2 separate regions of the Mus musculus genome follow, and region 2 is linked to region 1. The links are chromatin contacts, called in public Micro-C maps. All regions are on one chromosome and are shown on one strand. The core of a region is the stretch at or near the end of the contact, and the rest is flanking DNA. Distances in the headings are between cores, read along the strand shown.

Region 1 (3,563 bases), core at 513-3,012:
ATGGCACAAATGAAAACAAGCTGTTGAATATAGTTCAACAAACAGGAAATACCCTTAGGCCAAATCCAAGATCACTGCCACCTCTGTTTGGTAGTGGCTTTCCCCAAGACATGCTCCATGCTCTTAAGTCGTGCATCACCATACTTGCACTCTAATATTCCCCTCACTGAAGGAGAACACTCTTTAACCTGTCAGTTTTACTGTCTCCCTAAGGGGATAGTTTCCTTAATTTTCCTTTTACTGTTGTAAAAGAATTCTACTATTGGTTGTTTAATGCTGTTTCTTGTTTGGATGTTTACAGCTATTCTGTTATTTGCCTCTTCTTTCCAGAAAACTTACACCACGTAAGTCATCTGCTCCCGAGACCTTCCCAGAAGGTTTATCTCCCTGTTGGCTACAGATAACGGGCAAGAGTGATTTCTCTCATCACCTTGCAGAGCAACAGGCGGGAGAGACAGTTGCACGTTTGCTGCAGAGAGCTGACTGCACCAGAACTGAGCTAGCCCATACGTATGCTGGCTCTGCTTTTCCGAGCAGTGGAGTGATTGCAGACTCGGCTTTCCACCTTATGCAGGCACAGAACAGACCGGCCTGTGCCATGCCTCTGGGGTTCCTAGGTCTCAGAACCAAGCAGGCATCAGGCAGGGTTTCCACCTTCCCCACTCTATCACGGCCCAGACGCTACCACAGGGTTCTTGGCAGCTGTAAAATTAAGCCTTAGGAGTTTCTTTCTTTTTTTTCCCTTCCTTCCTTTCTTTTTTTTTTCCTTCCTTCCTTTCTTTTTTTTATTGCTAGCCAATATGAGAAAGAAAGAAAAAGACTCTTTTTTTTCTGTACATATTATTCACATATGTCCATCCTGTCTGCTCTTTGAAAAGGGAACACCAACCTCCTTGAATTTTCTACCACAAGTAATAACTTTACGACAGAAATTATTGGGTCACATTTCAAATGTAGATACTTTATCCTTTCAAAAACTAAAATGAGTCAGGCATAGTGTCACATGCCATAAACCCAGTGTTAGGGAGGCTGAAGCAGAAAAATGACAAGCTCAAAGCCAACCTAGCCTACACAGTAAGATCCTGCCTCAAAACAAAAACCACTAAAAGGACAGGCAACATTTGCCCTGTACATAAGGGTGAGTATGGCCCAGGCCTTGGGATGAACCATGATTCAAAGGTCTGACTCACAGGGAGAGCTCAGGAGATTCACTGGGCACCCTGTGCCAGACAGCTCCAATCTTACAACTTTATTCTGCTTCTTCCAATAGCCCAGTGACTCTTTGTTGACGGGAAACAACGTCTACGCTAACAGCTGAAGGTATTCAGGACGCTCTAGACTTGGCCTTGGCCAATATGGCACTGTGTCCTCCACAATCTCCTACAGAGGTCAAACCGAGAAGTTAAGAGCTCTGAAGCTAGGGCAAATGTCCAGGCTGAATATCAACTCCTGTCTTCATCAACTACAGCGGCTGGTACAAACTGACACTTCTAATTCTTCATCTATAAAGTTAGTAAAAACATTAAGGATCTTGGTGATTGTGCCGCTGGCTAAGAGTATCTACAGAGTGCTTAAAAGTCAGTACCTGAAGCCTGGTCATATGTAAAACTCCTTGCTGTGTTACTATTAGGATAGAATAGAATAAAGTCAGAACTCTACAGTCACCAAGAATCTTTGCTTTCTAAATGACTGGTGTTTGCACATGCAGAATATATTATTCCCAGAAGACATGCCCCCAGTTTCACTTCTGTGAATCTAACCCTTCTTTAAGTGCTCAGTGAAAATCACTTCTCCATCAGGCCTTTCCTGACCATCCATTGTTGCTTCATTCGCCTCTAGGCAGCAAAAGCACACTGCCCATTTATTCTACCACTGCTCACAGGGGACTCACACCTCTCCTCTCCCCACTGACACACAAAAAACAAAGGATTGCAAGCCTGCATCTTAACAAGCTTTTGCATCTCTCAATACTGCTAAAGGAATCCACGTTACATCCTAGCTTAGATCATCAGTGCTTTAAAAAGCTCCAGTCTCAGGAAAGCATTAGTCCCGTTGACTGCCCCCTACCACTCAGCACTGCCACTGGCTTCCCTTCACCTTTGTCCACCAGTGTTTCACTTCTGCCTGCAATAAAACAAGGCCGTCTAGTATCTCTTTACTTAGCTGTCTATTCTCGGTTCAGCACTGCATTTGACCACCATCTCCCTAGGAAGCAGGTTACTGATAGTAATCTGCTGTCTCACCGCACCCACTCTTCAGTCCTCAGAGTCTGTTTTTGATCGTCACCAGCAGGCTTCAAGCCAGGGACCAGTTCTTGGCTTTCTATGAATGTTATAGCATTTGGCATCACCCTGATAGTTTCATTTCTATGATCCCTTCCCTTAGTTCTTTCCCCTCTGGCCAATGTGCTGTGTTGACCCGAGTATATTCCATTTCATTTGTATTTCTGGCAGTGTCCTTCTCCTACCTTCCTCCAGTCACTGGAGATGTCCAGAGTACAGGGCTCGGTCTCATATTCTAAGCTGGTACAATGTTCTCTAAGACATTTGCTTACTACTGCAGTTTCAATTTAAGTCCGAGGAGCAGCATCTGCATGCTCTATACAATGGCTTTTCACTCAGGCTTTTAGCTCTAAGGGACTGTCAGCTATCTTTGCTTTAACACAGCACCGTCACCTCCTATTTAACACCCAAAACCATATCACATCTCCTGCAAAAAGGTACTTTCCCTTCTTCCTGAATTTCCTGTGGCTAATTTAAGAGACATCTGAGTCAGGAGATGTTGCTGCGTAGTATAATGTATAGTTGCCATGTGCCAACACTCGGGTTCAATCCCCCTGTACTACACACAGACACAGACACAGACACAGACACAGACACAGACACAGACACAGACACACATACACACACAGCATCTGGCATTCACACTGGTTCCAAGGCTTCCTTCAATCATGCCAATCCAAGGGTAAACTCGAAAATTTTCCTTTGTAGCAAACCTCAACCTATTCTTGCTCCTTCCTGCTCCTGCTCCTTCCTGCTCCTTCCTGCTCCTGCTCACAGCTGAAGTCACAGTTAAACTTTCAACAATACTATGTGTGCCGTCATTTACACAAAATCACAATAGAGTCCCCTACCCGTAGAGTTAGATAACCCTAAAGCAGGGCCTTAAGTGGTTCACAAACTGGTTCTCCTTTTGTTCTTTTCCAGCACAAGCTCTTTGCTCTCTGCTCATAGGCTGGCCCAGCTAATGCATGCCACATCTGCACCTGCTCTATGGCAGGCCATTGATACTGTTTAGTCACATAACTACGTAACCACCTATCCAAGCAACCACCTTTCCGAAAAGACAAAGAATACTAAAACAATTTCAAATTGATGATTTTTAAAAAGCATATCTATTAACTATTTAGCAGTTGTTGATTTTATCATGTTGGGGGATTTAAAGACTACTGTATTTAAAAACCCCAAATCAAATATCTATCAAGTATGTTGGTTCAAATATAATCCAGGACTCAGGAGGCCGAGGCAAGAGGACTGTGAATTCTGGACCATTTTGGGAGACAA
Region 2 (4,026 bases), core at 741-3,240, 150 kb before region 1:
TTGCTGGGATTTGAACTCCGGACCTTCAGAAGAGCAGTCGGGTGCTCTTATCCACTGAGCCATCTCACCAGCCCAGGCGCATATTTCTTGAATGGTTGATTTAAAGTAGAGATCCGATTCAGATACAGGAAAAGAAGTCACTTAGATCCGCGATGGCTTTCTGCTCTGCACTGCCCTAGTGTTGGGATAATCTTGGGCACTGTGTAAAGGTTGTCTTTGTAGTGTTCAGATGTTGATTTCTGAGCCAGGGAGCACTGAGTACTGTTTGTTATGTTTATAAAGCATCGCCTGCATCGTAGTTTGTAAACATTCTTCCCCATCACTTCTGATTGGTTTGATAAACAGCTGATGGCCTATAGCAGGACAGGAGAGGAAAGGCGGGACATCCAAGAAGAGATGGGAACTCTGGGAAGAATTGAGAGATGGGAGATCTGCCAGCCAGACTTGGAACTCAGACGTACGGTGCTGAGGAGAGGTGTCCAGCCATGTGGTAAACATGGATGAATATAAATAGAATTAATTTATATGAACTAGTCGGGAACAAGCCTAAGCTATGTCGGTCTTATTTTCTAATATGACCAATGGAACCATTACAACCATTATCAAGTATCTTGATGTGAGAATATACTGTAGAGACAGAAGGAGAGAGACACTAGGTTAAAAGGTTATCAAAATGGGTAGGTGCAGTAAACATCTAAGGTACCTTTGCTATAGTTAGTAACTCACATTTGAAAGCATCTAGTCACTTAGTGGACTGGTTAGTGGACTAGCCCTGGTTAGTAAGAGCCTAACTGAGATGTCACTGCAGAGCCTAGAGGAGGTAGTATTCAGGAGAAGGTAGAGAGGGGACTGTGAAAACAGCACGCTCCCTGTTGCAGGGAGAAAAGAGTAGTAGCATTAGTCTGATGGAACTCGTGAAGCACCAAGGGAAGTGACACAGGTCATCTAGAGAAAGGGTTTTGCTTGCCGTGGAGACCACTGTCACTCAAAAGCAGCAGCATTCAGTCTGGTGGAGGTCCATGAGTTTAGGGTAGCAAGCTCTTAGTCCCCACAGTGTATATTCCAATGTAAAATCAGAAGTTAAGTGAGATGTGAAGTTAGTCGAGTGAGATGATTTTGCAGCTGTTTGGAGAGCAACACGGCTAATTGAGATTCAGAGCAGGATGGAGCCATCTGCCCCGAAGCGAGGAAAAGCCACCGCTGAGAGCCCATCATGGACACCCAGACTCTGTCCGAGGGACTTTTAGTTATGCTTTCCCAAGCTAGGCTCACATGTATTCCCATGGAAATGGGAAACAGAGTGAGCTTCAAGAGTGCGATCCCGAAGGTATGAAGAAAGACCACGTGAGAAAGGCCAGCTGCTGTTTCCCGTGGCCTAAGCTACTTCTGGCTCCTGGCAAGGTTATTCAAACGTTAGCTTTCCTTGTTCTGCTTTGTCTCCAGCACCCACAGTCTTCTGGTGCTAACTTCCCTAACTTCCACGACTTTCACGGAGAACAGTGAAACGAGCGATGGAAAAGCCCACCCACCTCCACCCACCTCCTACCGCAGGTTCTTCTTACCGATCCAGCAGGCACAGCCCAGTAACTCAAACTCAGGGCCTCTTACCCTTACCTGATCATTAGTAGTTTACTCTCGGCCCCCACCATAGGGAGAACAAGAACATGTGTGCCCTAAATGCTTCTCTGAATTCGCCTTTGCTCAGTTTCAATTTTTAACAGCTATCTAGTTTAAGCCACGTTCTCTGAGCTGGGGGAAGCTGGTGCTTCAGGCTCTTTATGGGTCCTGGGGGTCCAATTGTCCATCCACTGAGCTGTGAACACAGGCTGATATGTCATAAATGTCAACTGCGGGGAAAACGCTGGGCACACTGGCCTTTTTTCAGAATTCTTTTACAGTGACTTGGAGGAAACACCCTCTGGTTCCAACTTAGTGTCTGGCACCTCGCCTTTCACTTGGTTTGGGAAGCACAACACCCACTGTGCCTTTGTAATTCTCTTCTTCACTCTTGCTTGGACTGCAGAGCTCACGATGCCTTCCCTGTAGAATGAATGCAGTCTTCAAAACTAGTAGCGGCTGGATAGACACACAATAAAACTTCAGGCTTTTCTTTTTGGTGAAAAAACTTTTGCTTTTTTTTCTTTTCCTGTACAGTTTTCTGTGGTTGCTGTAACAAATTACTGAAAGCTTGGCCATTTAAAACAACACATTTATTCTCTTCCAGATCTGGATGCCAGAGCCTAAAACTAGTTTTGCTGGGTCCAAATTAAGGTCATTGGGGTACAACCTTCCCTCTGAAGGCTCTGGGGACAATCCTCCTATTGTCTTTCCCAGATTCTAAAGTCCTATGCCTTACATTCCTGGGCTCCTGGCCATTTCCTCCATATTTCAAGGAAGCTTTTGTTTCAATACTATACCTCTCTCTCCTGGGCCAAAGCTCTTTCTGTCCTCCTCTTAGAAAGACAACTGTCACTGAACACGACCAGATGCTCCAAGAACAATATCTCATCATTGAAAACCCTCATAATCACATCCGCATTCTTGACATATTAGGTTGTATTCCCGGATTGCAGGCACTGGGGACCATGGCTTAGACTACCACACTGACAGGTAGAAGGCACTCAACAGCAAATGTCCCTGTTGTGGAGCTGTCAACATGATCTGTCTAAAGCGAGGCCAGCAGTGATCGCCCTCAGAGTTTCAGGAGAGGAGGAACTATTAGCATTAGGAGGTTCATGGGGCACCCTCAGTCAATGTATGAAGAAGCTATGACCCCTCATAAGATATCTGCCAGGCCTGACCCTCTCTGAAGCTGTATGATAAATGAGCACTGGCTGGGGGAAAGGGCAGAGACTCTTCTGTAGCGAGTCTGCCTGCACATCGTTCATGGGGATTCATCAGGGGCACAGCTTGCCACAAGATGTCCAGGCTGCCAGGGAGACCCTGTGTGTACAGCAGCCAGGAGGGAGAGTTCTCTGGGAGGGACTCTAAGAACCCCTTGTGTCATCAAACTTAACTTGGATGGAATTCTTCCTTCGTCTGCCAGTACCCTATCTAGGGTGACAGACAGTTCTTCATATCCCATCAAGGAAAGCCATGCAACAGTCTCCTCCCACAGATCTGAGATGTTGCTGGGAAAGGCAAGGCTTGTGTCCCTGTGCTCTGCCTGGGATACTGTGGATCCAGACAGAGCCACTTAGTCCATTTTTATAACAGAGTACCAGACACTGGGTAGCTTAAAACAAACAAAAATGTATCCGCTTGTAGTCCTAAAGTCTGGAAAGTCTAAAATTGAGGAGTGGGCCCTTGGTGAAGGCTGTTTCACTGTGTAGTCTATAAGAAGAGGTAGAAGTAAGGGAAAAGACCAGCCAAACTTGCCAATAAGAGATCCATTCTCTTGACCATGGCATTGATCTGCTCACTTCACTATGATGGCCTAACTAGCTCTCATTAGCCCCTCTTCCCAACACGGTCGTACTGGGGATTAAGGTCTCATACCCATCTTGGCAGGGTTTGGTGGGGGATTGTGAGGTCTAAATGTTGATGCCAGGAAAACAGGCAGTTCACAGGAGGACAGGAGGTTAAAGAGAATTCAAGGAGACATAGACTAAGGCAAACATTATGGGGCCTGACAGATTGCTCAGTAGCTAAGCACACCAGCTGCTCTTCCAGAGGACCTGGACTCAATTCCTGGAACCCATAATACCAGCTCACAATGGTCTGTAACTCCATTCCCAGAGGCTCTGATGTCTTTAGGGCCTCAGTGGGCACCAGCAATGTACATGGTGCACACACATACATGCAGGCAAAACACCTATACACATTTTTGTTGGTGGTTGTGGTTGAGTTTGTAAGGGAAATCAGCCCCTCAGAGTCAGCTCAAAACATACCTAGATATCAAGTTCCCAGCACAAAGGAGATTGAGACCAGGCTAGTCTCAAACTCATAGCGATCCACCTGCCTCTGCTTCATGAGTGCTGGATTTAAACATAAAAGTTTTTTAAACGACACTCATGAACACATTGG

Evidence for each region. A called contact is a pair of places that touch in the nucleus more often than the background predicts.
Region 2: a contact with region 1 is called in a Micro-C map of the HL-1 cell line, with 2.5 times the contacts expected there. The contact joins two enhancer-like sites. A contact is called at or near these places in 4 of 484 Hi-C or Micro-C datasets (the 3T3-L1 cell line, the C2C12 cell line, the HL-1 cell line and 1 more) and 1 of 115 datasets of contacts at active chromatin or transcription factors (embryonic stem cells).

What each region holds. Positions count from the first base shown.
Region 1 is chr17:74,806,715-74,810,277 of GRCm38.p6, reverse strand. All of the region lies in intron 13 of Ttc27 (tetratricopeptide repeat domain 27), which reads right to left. Among named protein-coding and RNA genes, the nearest start is that of Ttc27, 91 kb to the right of the region's middle. Within about 2 kb of position 1,762, at least 29 of the 459 cell types and tissues checked have an H3K27ac peak or open chromatin away from gene starts, as enhancers often do. A contact at or near this core is called in the C2C12 cell line and the HL-1 cell line, where this site is marked.
Region 2 is chr17:74,957,990-74,962,015 of GRCm38.p6, reverse strand. No RefSeq gene overlaps it. Among named protein-coding and RNA genes, the nearest start is that of Gm31818, 9.7 kb to the right of the region's middle. Within about 2 kb of position 1,990, at least 19 of the 459 cell types and tissues checked have an H3K27ac peak or open chromatin away from gene starts, as enhancers often do. A contact at or near this core is called in the C2C12 cell line and the HL-1 cell line, where this site is marked.